2 separate regions of the Sus scrofa genome follow, and region 1 is linked to region 2. A link is a contact called in public Hi-C data. All regions are on one chromosome and are shown on one strand. The core of a region is the stretch at or near the end of the contact, and the rest is flanking DNA. Distances in the headings are between cores, read along the strand shown. Region 1 holds the start of FERMT3 (fermitin family homolog 3). Region 2 holds the start of PLCB3 (1-phosphatidylinositol 4,5-bisphosphate phosphodiesterase beta-3).

What was found. Hi-C and Micro-C count contacts between places; a contact is called where the count stands out from the background.
Region 1: a contact with region 2 is called in a Hi-C map of epiblast stem cells, with 4 times the contacts expected there. The contact joins the promoter of FERMT3 here to the promoter of PLCB3 in region 2. A contact is called at or near these places in 1 of 5 promoter capture datasets (liver), 7 of 47 Hi-C or Micro-C datasets (blood, epiblast stem cells, fetal liver and 2 more) and 2 of 2 datasets of contacts at active chromatin or transcription factors (alveolar macrophages and skeletal muscle).

The regions. Positions count from the first base shown.
Region 1 is chr2:7,907,951-7,914,439 of Sscrofa11.1, forward strand. FERMT3 (fermitin family homolog 3) reads right to left here and starts at 1,942. Exons shown (of 15, transcript XM_003122594.4): 1 at 1,539-1,942; 2 at 850-1,022. The coding sequence starts at 1,009. It overlaps STIP1 (stress-induced-phosphoprotein 1), which reads right to left. Exons shown (of 15, transcript XM_003353794.4): 12 at 5,112-5,148; 13 at 4,797-4,900; 14 at 4,428-4,600; 15 at 3,493-3,985. The coding sequence ends at 3,913.
Region 2 is chr2:7,855,936-7,862,770 of Sscrofa11.1, forward strand. It overlaps PLCB3 (1-phosphatidylinositol 4,5-bisphosphate phosphodiesterase beta-3), which reads right to left and starts at 4,248. Exons shown (of 33, transcript XM_021082884.1): 1 at 4,048-4,248; 2 at 1,312-1,389; 3 at 978-1,046; 4 at 752-892; 5 at 440-519; 6 at 294-347; 7 at 111-186; 8 at 1-7. The coding sequence starts at 4,146.

The DNA.
Region 1 (6,489 bases), core at 692-3,191, 50 kb after region 2:
CCATGCCCCAGGGCCAACCGGGTTTTCGTTCTCTCTGCCCTACGAGGCCAGGCCTGCTGAGTCTCCATCTGACGCCCAGCCTCCTGAGGGACCCGCCAGTCTCCACTTCTGCTTTCACGGCCTCCTTGGGCCTTGCCTTCTAGAAGCTCCCCACACCACCTCAGCCTCTGGCCGGGCTGCCCGGGGCCCCGTGCTGTCCACAAGCTGACCGACCTCCCTCCTGGGCTCTGCAGGGCACATCAGCTGGTCTGAGGAATCCACCTGTCCCCACGGGCAAGGGCCCTGGGACCCAGGCTGCCTGGGCCTATCGGTGGGTCTGCCTTCCGGCTCTGGCTATCGGAGTGGGCCTGCTGCCCTCCCAGGAAGGGGCCGCCCCCGCTCCCAGCAGAGAAAGGCGATGAGAAGCCCCCATCACCAGGCCTGCTCCCTTCCAGGCTGATACCACAGGCCGCTCTGCTGTAACTTCCTGTGGGGGCAGGGCCTTCCCACCCAGGCTGGGCCTGTCACCAGCCTGCTGAGGGCTTCCGCCTGAGGAGAGGGTGTGGGAGTGAGTCCCTGTCACCAAGAGCCCCCTCTGCTCTCCCCTCAGACCCCCAGAATGACCCCCAAGGCCAGGCCTCTCCTGCCCAGAAGTGGGTGAACGGGGGACTGGGGCTGCCCCTTGGGGTCTTAGCAAAGCCAGTTGGAGGGGAGGAAGGAAAGACAGCGGGAGGGAGCGGAAGTTAAGTTGGGGAAATATCTTTTTTGGAACCAAATGATTAAGCTGCTGCCTGAGTCACTGCGACTCTGTTATCGAGAGCTGCGCAGCAGGGCCGGCCCGGAAGTGCCAGGGGACCCGTGGGCACTCACTGATCTCCTCCACAATCTTCAGGAGCACCCCACCGATGTGCGACTCCCCTGTGACCCGGAGGGTGACCGACTCGGCCTCGGGGTCCTCTTCTCCGACGAACACCCGCAGCTCCCAGGACGAGTCGATGTAGTCCCCCGTGGCTGTCTGCATGCCCGCCATGGCTGCGGTGGCTCTGCGGGAGGGTGGGCAGGACGCTGGGTGGGCAACCGGGGCCTGGCAGGTCGCCCGTGGTTCCCCGGGGCAAGCGGGAGGGAGAGAGTGAGCCCTCGGGCCAGAACGCCCCAACGGCAGCAAGACACGGGCCGAGTCGTTCCAGGCAGAGCGGAGATGGTTGAGCTGGAGGGACCCTCGGCGACCACGTCACCCAGCCCTCTCCCTTCGTACCAGACGGAAGATGAGGGCGGGTAAGAGAGGAAGGGGCTCCCTCAAGATGACTCAGCTCCATGCCCGTAGCCCGGCCCCAAGCCCACACTGGCAGCTGCCCACCCTGGAAATGGTTGTAAACCCAGGTCAGAAAATAGTCCGGATCAGGCCCAAAGCTCAGCTCCATCACCCCAAACCAGCCGGAGCCTCTCTAGGGCAGTGGGAAGTCCAGGCTGCCACATGGAGAGAGGCACGCTGGGCAGAGGGGCACCGGGAGGCCGGGGAAGACAAGGGTCTTTGGGCCTCCGGCCTCCCACCCACTTACCTTGTCTGCAAGGGGGTGGGGTTGCTGGTGGGGGGTCAGGGTGTGAGCCACTCCTGGCCTCAGCCCGCACACCTGCAGGCCACTGCTCGCTTCTTTCCCCTCCGCTTTCTCTCTGGAGCTTTCTTCAGAGGGCAGCCCTTGCGTCTTATCATGAACAGGGCGGGCTCAGCCCCTCCCCAGGGCGGGCTGGAGCTGGGTGCAGGAAGCAACTGCCAGTAGGGAGGTGGAGGTGGCGGTGGCGGTGAGGGTTCCACTGGGGCCCTGCCTTTGCTCCCAGTGAGCACAGGAAGCAAGTGGGGCTTGGGGACCCAAGACCACGCCAAGAGTCCCTTCCTTTGGAGGAAAGCTCAATTCAAATCAGAGAAGTTACCAAATCATGTTCCCCTAGAGAAAGCCATCTCTCATCTCCAACCTGTCATGAGGTGGGGGGGTCTCTGGGCTGTACGCATCACTCTGCTGCCAAGAGGGGGAGCTGTGGGTGGGATCCGGGTTGCTTGGGAACTTGGCAGGTCAAGTCAGCTCAAGCCTAGGAGGCCCTTTATCACCACAAAGCAGATCCGTGAAAGCCCCCCAACCCCGAGGGAAATACCCGCTTTGTCTTTTCTGCCCAAGCAGGGACTTCTACCTCCAAACCTGTCAGCCAGAGAGCTGCCCACGGGAGTGGCTGAACAGAAATTAGCCCTGATGTCTCCCAACCTGCCTGCCCCGCACCTTCAGGTCTTAAGGCTCCAGACTTGTTTCCGCCACTGTGGCACCACCTGCTCGTGCTTCCCTAGGCCAGGGCCCACGAGGCTCACTCCTGTTAAGTCCATACACACACGGGACTTGGAGACTCCTGGCAGCCCATCATCTTCCTGCCTATCACCCACACGGGTACCTGAGCTTTGGGAGCAAGGCCTTATATTCACCAGCAGCTCCCAAGCAGAAATTCTTTGTTTTTTGTCCTTTTAGGGCCTCAACCTCAGCACATGGAGGTTCCCAGGCTAGGGGTTGAATTGGAGCTACAACTGCCAGCCTATGCCATGGCCACAGCAATGCCAGATCCGGGACGAGTCTGCGACCTACACCACAGCTCATGGCAAGACCGGATCCTTAACCCACTGAGCAAGGCCAGGGATCAAACCCACAACCTCATGGTTCCTAGTCAGATTCGTTTTCGCTGTGCCACAATGGGAACTCCCCAAGCAGAAATCCAACTTTCTAGATGATCAGTTTGGGGATGGAACAGAGCCTGAAGAGACAGTAGCAACAAAGGTAGAGGAATCCCTGTGGAGGTGGCTTTTGAACTATGCCACCCAAATGAGTGAGGCGGCCTGCTGGGGATTCCCAAGGGGCCAGTTTATGCAAAGTCAAGGCTGCAGGAAGTGCAGCCAGCTGCTGGCCTCAGCTGCTTCCTAACCAACAAGCTGCACTCATGGAGCAAATGAGGAAGTTTTATTCCAGCCCCAGAAGAAACCCCAGGCCAAGGTTTTAGAAAGTTTGTTGCAACCATGATAAAGTGCTCAGGCTCAGTCCAGGGCAGGGAGTTAAGAAGTAAAACTTAACAAGCAGCAGCTGACAGACTTCAGCTCTCCAAAAGGGAGGTCTGAAGCATCTCTTGCAATGGAAATTGGTTTTGTTTCACGGGTGAGATCCAGCATCCTTTGGGTCTAACTGGTTTGTGGATTTGAGATTAGAATGTGGAGAACTGGAAGTTCATCTGAACCTCAGGAGCTGGGCCTCTCTGGGCTGGAGCCTCCGATTTCCCTCCAATGGTTCACTGAGCAACAGCACCACCTAGCGGCCACCTCACTAGGCTGTGGAACCAGGTCAAGCTCACACAGACCCCACCCCTTGAGGACAGACAGACAGGCTCTGGTTCTCAGGAGCCAATCTGCACTCACACTTCTGCCAACCCAGGCTGTGACCCCGCAGGACAGCAAAATCTTTTGGCATAAAAATTAGGGACACAGCCTTGTATAACCACGCCTGACTGGCTTGTTTTATTGGAGAAGAGGACGTGGAGTTAACAATGTGAGAACAGCTGGGACCTGAGGTTGGGAAGCACACCCTCCCCTCCCCATACAAGCCCACTGTCCCAAATAAAAAATAACCAACTATGGGAGAGCAGCTGAGACAGCGACTGGGGGCAGGGGAAGGAGACATGGAACTCGAGGGCAGCAGAAGAGACCATGCGTGTGCCGGGAGGGCCCAGAGGCAGCGGCTGCACGAGTAACGGAGTGTAAGTCTCTGCATCGTCCACAGGGGTCTGTATAAATATATAGCAGTTGTTCGCTTGTTTCCCCTCCTCTCCCTTCTGCTCCGTGCTGCGTGCCGCCGTCCCAGCTCCTCTTTCCACAGGAGGACGAAGGGAAGGGGGATGACGAACATGTCATCACCGAATTGCGATCAGACCCACGTCCATCAGCTTCTGGATCTTCTGCGCTATTACAGGATTCTTTAGGTGTCTGATAAAGAAGAGGCCAAGTTATTTGAAATGAGACTTTACCTAAAAAATTTACTTGCTCGCAGAGCAAGCTCCATTGCAAACCCTTGAGGCCACCAACAGGAGGTGGGGAAGGGGGAACTGTGAAGACCGCCCAGCAGAGAACCGCACAGGCCCCCTCTGCCGGCGCTGGGAACCTGGCCCGCCCCACTGCGCAGGAGTCCACAGACAACAGCTCTCAGCTGAGTGAGACCTTTCCCCCAGCAAAAGTGGCCTTCCCAACGAAGTGCTGGAGCCGTCATCACTAACGCTAGCTCACTACCACTGCCAACCTCCTGAATAAGAATTACACAGTAGACGTCCCCACCCAGCCCCATCATACTGCTGCCAACATGTGCCTCCCTCCCTGCTTTTGTCCGCCTTCTCCTGCTGAGGCTGCACACCCCGCCCCCAACCGGACTTACTCGCTGAGCGCCTGAGGGTCCTTCTGCATCTGTTCCAGGATGAGCCGCATGGCTGGGTCACTCATGATCTGCTGCACCTCAGGGTCGGCCATGGCCCGCCGCTTCACATCTTCCGGGCTGTCGTGTCGGTTGTACTGGGCCATCACGCAGCGCTGGTAACCGTCGGCGGCCTCCTGCATTTCAGCAAAGCCAAAAGGGGAGGGCGTTAGCACTGCCCGGCTCACTGCTGGCAAGGTAACCAACAGAAGCCACTGAGAAGGGGACGGACTACAGAGAATCGGGCGAGGAGGGGTGGGTGAAGGACACCGCAAAGACACAAAGGGGAGTGGCGGGTGGGGAGAGCTCGCCGAAGGCCAGACGCAGCCCCACCTTACAGTTGGCATCCAGGTCGAGCGCCTTCTGGTAGACGTCCATGGCTTTCGTGTAGTCTTTCATGGCTTCCAGGGCAGCTGCTTTCCGGGTATAGCCCTTGACTGTAGGCAGAGAGGGGAGCGGTGAGACATCACCCCAAACACACCTCTGAAGGCTGCTCTGCCACCCCTTTATCTCAACACCAGCATCCCCGGCCCAATGTGAGCTTGTAAACACGCAAGGTTCCAAAGACACAGGCAAAGAGCAGGCTCTCTCCTCCTCTCAATTCTCTGGCACATCAGGGACAGAGGAGCAGCCCAGAAAGGCACTTACTGAAGGTAGGTTCTAGCTGGATGCACTCCTCACAGTCCTAGGAAGGAAAGGCAAAAAAGAATTAGGCTTCTTCCTTCAGTCAAGTTACTTTAGAGCAGGTGGATTATTTGGAATTACAAATCTGACTGTTCACTCGCAGCCATCACAGAACATTCTACTTTTGACCCCAGTGCTCCCTAACCCCGGCATCTGGACAACTGACAGGAGCCTGGCACAAGGACAGCAGAGAAAGCAAGGTCAGCAGAGCCACCAGGGACGAGAGTCCAGACCGTGGACCATGGACTGTTCTGTGTTAGGACGAAGCGCCCGGACTCTTCAAAAGGCTGATGTTGTGGAGCGGGGGAGGGGGCGGGGAAACGACGACACAAAAGGTGGGAAAACCAGTTTGAGAAACTGAAGTGGACATGATCACCAGGTGACATGGATAGGCCTTGAGACTGACAACCTATTTTTCAGACAAACGGGGAAATCTGAATATACACACATAATAGATGACATTACCAATCTTAGTTTTGCTATTAGTAGGTGCTATTGTGGCTGGATGGAGAGTCACTTCAAGAGATATACTCTTGAATTTAGAGATCAAGTGCTAATAAAATACATCATTTCCTTTCACAAATGGTTCGGCAAAAATGTGCCAATGCTCACATGTGAGTGAAAGTGGTAAACACTTAAGTATTCTGTGTATTTTTGCCTGAAGTATCTTCAAAACATAAAATTATGGGGAAAAGAATGCTATGCGTGTAGTACGTGCACCGAAGCCTACGTCAAACTCTTCCCCCAAGAAGCTCCAAGGCCAGACGTGATTCCATTTACTCCCTCCTCCATCTGCAGCCTGGGAAAGTCCTGCTCCACCTCTAGGTGACTGATACTGTTTTGGTGCCTCTACATCAAGACAGTAGAGCATCAAACAAAACCATGAGAGCTCAGGTACTGCTGTCACTAGACAGAGAGCCACAGAAGTAGCTCCTCTAGGTGTCGGAAGAGCATCCATCCTACCCGACCACACTCGCTGCGCCGGAAGACAGCAGACCCATCAACTGGAGTAAGGAAGGATGGCAAAGCTGCTGTGGGAAATAGGGCAGCTCCTCAAAAGACACGGAGATAGTACTTCCACCAACGGACACAGTATCTGAGAATGGAAACCAGGGACTCGAACTCTATCTGTACACCCACGTTCACAGAAGCATTATTCAGAACAGCTGAAAAGTGGAAACCCAAGGTCCGTGGACAGACAGACTGACAAACAGGTGGCCTGTCCACACAGTGGACTGTAGCTCAGCCTTAAAAAAAGAAATGCTGGGGAGCTCCTATCGTGGCTCAGCAATAACAAACCTGACTAGAGTCCATGAGGACTCAGCTTCGATCCTTAAGGATC
Region 2 (6,835 bases), core at 2,998-5,497:
ACTCGCTCTAGGGGCCGGGAGTGGAGGGTGAGAACCCAGGGACAGCCAGCCCTCAAAGAGCAGGCGCCCACCACGACACCTCCCCCGGCCCCTGCTCCCAGCCCCCTCACCCGGTTGAAATTGAGGCCACAGGATTCCAGTGCAGTCTCTACCCGCTTCTTGTCTGCTGAGAACATCTTCAGGATGCTGAGCAGATGGGGGTGGGGGTGGGGGTGGGGGAGTGAAGGTCAGTGGGGGCAAAGGTCACCAAGGTCAGGACAGCAGTGAAGATACTGAGGGAAAGGGGAGCTCACTTCTTGACCGGGATCCGCCCGTCCTGGTTCACCTGCAGCTTCAGCTTCGTGTACCTGGGGAGACAGGTGGAAGGGTCACACCCTAGGAACAGCCACCTGAACCCCGATGCCCCGCCCCCTCCCGCAGAGGCAGGCCCAGGGCTCACGCTTTGCGCAAGAAGGTGTTCCGGGAGGCGTTCTGAGCCAGGATGTTCATAGCCAGCTTGAACAGCTCCTCAGACCAGACCTGGGGTGAGGGGGGGGTCAGGATCCAGGGGGAGGGGGTGAGTGGGGGACAGAGGGGCTGGCCCAGTGCAGTCCATGCCCAGAACTAGATCTGGTACACAGCAAGTGCTCAAATACCACTTTGGCGGAGGAGGATTAGAAACAGGGGCCAAGAACAGCCTAGGACACAACAGGCGCTCACTCAATGACGACCGACGCAGCCCGCCCAGGCCAAGCCCTCAGTCCCGGCCCACCTTGGCTGTGTCATCCTGCACGGCCATGAAGTTCAAGAATGTGGTGTTCACTGGGTCTGGCCCAGCCACCACCGTCATCAGCTTCTCCTCCAGCCGGGCCTCGGGGCCCCCAAAGCCCAACACCTCCCGGATCTTGGGGTCCTGAGTGGGTGAGAACCGAGAGTGAAGCCGCTCGTGCCCATCCCCCACGGCCGCACCCCTGTTGAGTCCCAAGCACCTCACTCACCTTGGGCAGGCGGGCGTAACGGCCTGTCCTCGTGTCCCTGATGGAACTTATGTCCAGTGTGTCTACTTCCTGGGGAAACCAGATGCCAAGGTAGGTCTGAGAGGTTAGAGGGTGAGAGCAGGGAGCCCCCAAGCTCCCGCCCAGGCCAGGGATGTCGGCCCTCTGCCGTAGCCCCAGCCTTAGCCGCTGCCCTTAGTGCTTCCTGTCCAGGGAACCCTGGGAGACATCGGGGGCAGCTGGGCCCCACCTGCATGGCAGAGGCAGAGGGAAGGGGGGGGGGGGTCCTGGGGCGGGGCCCTAGACCTGAGCAAGCTGTACCAGCTCCTGCCCTCACCATATTGGGTCCTGTCCAGTAAAGGAAAAATCCATTGGAGTCCACGCGCAGGGTCACCAGGTTCCGACTGGAGGCCTCCTGGGGACAGATGGCAGGGGTCCGGGAGTGAAGGTTGCCGCCGAGGTTTGGTCCCTGGAACCCTCAGGCCACCCAGCCCAGTCTTTCTGCCAGTGAGCAAGGACAAAGCCTCATCCAGCCCAGAGGTCCTCTGTGGCTCTCTCCTGGGGACAAAGCTGAGGTCCTAGGCCCCTCCCAGCCTCATCTAAGACTGTCACATGGACCACGAACTAACCTTTCCCCACCTCCAGCTTTGGCATCCTTGTTCCTCTGTAAGGATATTCTCCCTTTCTTCTCTGCACCTCAAATCTGACCTACCTCCTTGGGGGGGGGGCTCCCCAGAACCCAACCCTGGGCTCAGTTTCCTCAGAAGCTCTGAGAATTCCCTGGTGGCTGAACACCTCCCCCATCCCCCTTGGGAATATTTATAGACTGAAAGAAGAGGGTTTGGAAGCCCGATCCCCACAGTCCTTCTCTGTCCTTTGGGGTCCCCTGACCAGTCACCCCTTATATCTGCTTCAAAGTCCATTATCCCACCCTGCACCCCACTGAAGCCCCAGAACTTCACGGTTCACCTCGTCTTACAGAGCACAGACCAAGCCCCCTGGGAAGGGGACCCACCCCATCTTCAGGACCAGACAGTGAATTCTGTCCTCAAACAGCCCCATGGCTGGACGGAGGGCAGAAAAGGGTACACTGGCCTCGTTTCTCATCAGGGCCACCCTGTGTGACTCAGAACCAGCAGTGGCGGCAGAGGGGTGGGATTTCATCAGGGGCTTAGTCTCAGCCAGAGCCCCAGTGACCAAGGGGCCACAGGTAGAACTCTCTTGCCCCAGGCCGGAAGACCCTGCTTCCCCATGGTGCCACCCCCAAGCTGCTGCTCCCTGGTGGACGATCGTGCGACAGCTCACCCTCACGCTGCCCCTGCTGCGTGCCAGGGACAGGCCCAAGCACTGGATATCTAGGTGCTCATGTTGTCCTGCGAGCCACCTATGAGGTTTGCCCCATTGCTCTTCCCATTTTACAGACGAGGAGACTGAGGCCCAGGGAGCCTTGCCAGCTTGCCAAAGGTCAACAAGAAGAGCCAGGATTTGTGGGCAGTATGGCTCCAGAGTCCTGAGTTTGGGAAGCAGCGAACCAGGACCGCCGCCAGGTTCCCAGCTGCAGGCCTCAGCCACAACCCCACGGGGGTCGGGGGGGGGGGGGGGACCCTGGGATGAGCCTCCACTCTGCAGATTGTTTCCATCTTCAGGAGAATGGGGACTGCACCGGCCCCGCCCATCTCGGGCGTTGCTTACAAAGGACAGGAGGTTGATCTGGGGGCAGAGGGGACAGGAGGCTTGGGAACTGCTGGGATGCATTGCCTTTGCCGCCTCGTCTGCTGCACCCATCCTGGCCCCTTTCTGGGATTAACCCTGCTCTGGGGCTCAGAGCCCCCCAGTAGTGCAAGAAGCGGGGTGTTCTCTGCATACTGCCCCCAGGGCCTCCCCCTGCCTCTCCTCAGGGGTCAGGTCTTCAAAGGCAGCACAGGCCCCAGGCTCTCAGGCCCCAAGTTCTTGTCAGCAACCCCCACCCCACCCCCAGGGCCCTCTCCCTGTTCCCACTTCCTTATTTGGGTTTATCACACTGGAAGGAAAAGGAGAAACTTTTCCCTTCAGGCCGGCCTGGGGGGAGGGGTTTCCCCCAACTCCAGGGGCGCCGAGGCACCCCTCCGGGGCACACCTGCTACCTCAAGCCACGCCCCCAGCCCCTCCTCCCAGCTCCCACGCCTACCCGCCCCACCCAGCCGGAAAGGAGCCCAGAGTCTTTCGGGCCTCCGGCCTGGCTGGGAAGGAGCAGCAAGGAAGCTCAGGCAGGCGAGGGAAGCCCTGGGGAAGGAGGGGCCCAGGGGGAAGAGGAGGGGCGGTGGGAAATCGAGAGTGAGGTGCGAGACCGGTTGCAGAGCCGCAGGTGGGAGCGGGGCCTCTGAAAAGCACCAGGGGGCAGGGCAGGTAGAAAGGGGGAGACAGGATTTATTGGGGTTCAAAGTCCCGATGCTAAGGAGCGGAGAGCAAAGTTCCCCCGGGGTGGAGGAACTTGGGGGGCAAAGTCTCCACTATGGGGTGACTTGATGATCCCACCTAAGCAGGGAGCTGGGCTGGGATCTAAAGCAGGGCAAGGGGGTGCCAGCCAGAATAGGGTGAAAAAGTGATGAATGGAGAAGAATGTTCAGATTAGGGCACTGGGAAGGGTAGAGTCCCAGCGGCACCCACTCAGAATTGGGGGTACACTGAGCCAGACTGGGGGCCAAGGTTCTCTAGCCAGACTGTCCAGCGCCGGGAAAGGGTCTGTCTGGGGACCAGGCCAGGGGTAGGGAACCAGAATTAGACAGGCAGGGAAAGGTGAGAAGGGCGAGTTTAAAGGGGGGGCTGGGATTTATTGGGGTTCGAAGTCTCCGAGACAAGGAGTAAAAGCCAAATTTTCCGGAGATGACGGGCTGGAGTTGGGGGTGGGGGACAAAGTCTTCATTACGGGGAAGATTGGGGACTCAAGTTTCCGGAGCGTAGCCGGGTTAGGATGCGGGGAGGGGGGGGCGCGGGCGGCCAGGCCAGTCTGCGCTGGGGGTCCCCAGCATCTGGCCGAGCAGGGCGAGGGAGTCCCTGGATCTGCGCGAAGCAGGAAGCCCCTGCGCTTGCTTACCTCGTCCCATTTGATGAACTTACTCCCGCGCCGCAGGGTCTCCACGACGGTGGGCGGCTCCAGCTGCAGCGCGTGGACGCCGGGCCTGGCGCCCGCCATGGCCAGGCCCGGGGCGGGTCGGGGAGCCACGGAGCCCCGACGGGGACCCGACGGCGCCGCTGCTCCCTCCGAGCGCTCCCGCGCGGCCCGCTCCGGCCCGGCGGCGTCAGAGCCCGCCCGCCAGTCTGTCCCGGACAGACTAGAGAATCGGCGGGGCCCGGCCGGGGCGGGGCGGGGGCGGGGCCGCAGCGGCGCCGCCCCCTCCCACGGCGTCTGGCTCGCCTGCCCCGCGTCTGCTGCCCCTGGCGGCCGGGGTGGCGACTGCAGCCAGAGGAGGGATGGGACAGGGGCACGCCCCGATCGGGGCCCTCGGCTGGGGGGGCTCCGCAGAACCGACCTGGGGTGGGAGGAGGGCGCTTAGGGGCCGGGGGCTGTTGGGGTGCAGCTGGAGGGACTGGGTGTAGAGGGCGCTGCTGAAGACTGGCGGGGGTCTGCCCGCTGAGGTTTCTGAGGCGCCGGGGGTGGGGGTACTAATGGATGGCAGGACTTGGGCCGGGGGGCGCCCGAGACCTGCCACCCACCCTACTCCTGCAGCACTTAGCTGAGAGCTGGAAAAGCCACTCCCACCCCTTCTCTGCCCTCCCTTCGCCTCACCCCCACCTCCCGCAGCAGCTCGGTCCCCCCTCCCTGGGAGCACTTAGCAAGCTAATGGGCCTCCAGCCGATAGGTGCCCCTCCCCCATCCTTAGCCCAAGGAGGCTGGGAGCCTGCCGCCTCCTTGGAGGACCCAAGCACCCTGGTTTTCCAGAGCGATCCCTGGTACAGCCTCCACTCCGCCCCGCCCCTTCTTCCTGTTCCGCAGACCCTCACAACGCAACCGGGTGCCTGGTGGCCCTGTGGCGCTTCCGACAGCAAACTGAGAAGGAGACAGCTGGTTCTTTGCCCAGAGGGGTCGGAAGCCTCTTGGGTGTCCGCCGAACAAGGAGGATTGAGGAGGGGCTCTGACACGCCTGGCCCATAGCAGGTGCCCTGAAATCTGCTGTTCCAGGGATGGGAGCAGGGAAGACAGGAGAGCAGAGATGGGTGGGGGCTGCGGCCCCTCCCGCAGGGCTTGGCTGGGGGGGCTCCTGCCTGGGGGCCCTGTGGGAGCCCCCCCAATACAGAGGCAGTAGCAGCAGCAGGTTTAAAGTAGAACTCATCCAGAGGGGCCAGCCAAGTCACCTAGAAACCCAGAAAGAGATGGAGCTGGTTCTGGGGGAGGAGGGCTCGGTTAAGGAGGAGCCAGCCCTACAGGCGCCTTTGCCCCAGGCTCTCAGACCCCCAGGGGCAGGTCTGCCTGGCACTGGCTGTCTTCAAAATCCTGCCACGTTGGGCACAAACTCAAACCTAGCAGATCCCCTAGCCTTTGGCTGAGGCCCTGTGGGGTGTGATTATTATCTCCACTTGAGGCCCAGAGAGGGGAAGGGACTTGCCCAAGGTCACACAGCTTCGTAGGCGGGTTGCAGCCCTCTGTCTAGAAAGCTGACTTAAGTCCTGCCTTTACTCCTTGCCCTTGAGGAGACACAGAAGGGGAGACGGGGGACAGGACTTGTGATCCTTGTCCTCTCTCATCAGAGCAACAGAGCCCCGAGCAACAGAGACTCAGGGACCAAGAGGTCTCCTTGGGCAAGGCCATGCAGGGTGGAGATTGGCCTTTCTGCTGGCTGGCCTGGGTTCAAGGCTACCGGCAGAACCTGGTCTCTCTGTGCGACCAGTCACCTTGTCCAGAAGCTGGAGGTTCTCAGAGGATGAAATAAACAAATGGGTATGAGATGACTCCTGGCTATAGATAGCTGACTATGCCAGGAGTGGAGAGTAAGCTGTGGGGGTGGCAGGGAGGAAGGAGGAAAGGGGTGAACAGGGCCTGAGCTTAGGGGTAGAAGCTTTAGGCAGTAGCTCCTTGAAAAACAGGATGGGAGCCTGTTGCCTGGACCTGAGCCCCTCCCCCACTCCCTCCACCCCTGTGTCTCCCGAGGCCAGGGCCGCCCCCATTAGTGGGCTCCTTCCTCCTCGGACACCTTCTTCCAGCCCTGGTAATGGTAGCAGGGCTTCTTGGCAAGCAGTAATGGTGGAAGCCTTTCCGGCCTCCACCCTCGATTAAGGGAGCCTGGCCTGCCGGCACCCTCCCCAGGGCCTCTGCTTCAAGGAGGTGCTATAAGCAGCCTTAGCTGCCCTCTGGTGGAGGGGGGTCGAGATCCCGAGATGGGTGGGGCTGCAGAGGCCACAGCCTGAGGCTTCAAGGATGAGGAGCAGCATCCGGAGGGTTCAGACAGGGGAGAAAGGGCCGGGATATGGTCTTGGAGCACTGACCTCCACCCCCAACCACCAGAAGGCAGCAGAATCAGCCCCCTTGAAGAGGCTCCGGGCAGGTGCGTGACTTGCCCGCTGCTTCTTCGCCTAGGGCAGAGGCAGGATTCGAACCCAGTTCTTCCACTCCAAGGATCCATGCAGAGCAGCCTAGAGACCAAGATGGCGGCAGGCCATCCTAGCCATCTGCAGGGTGTGTGGCCAAGGGAAGGGACTGGACAGACAGGGGATTCAGCTCCAGGAATCTGGGAGTGCCCTGGGGGTGGCATAGGAGGTGAAAAGAGGGAGAGTCAGGAAAAGCACCCCTGGCTCCTCCCTGTCCTGCCCAGACCACTCGCAGAGGATACCCTGACATTTGGACTTGACAGGAGGCTTTCACACCAGCCTTGAGGGGAGGAGAGATA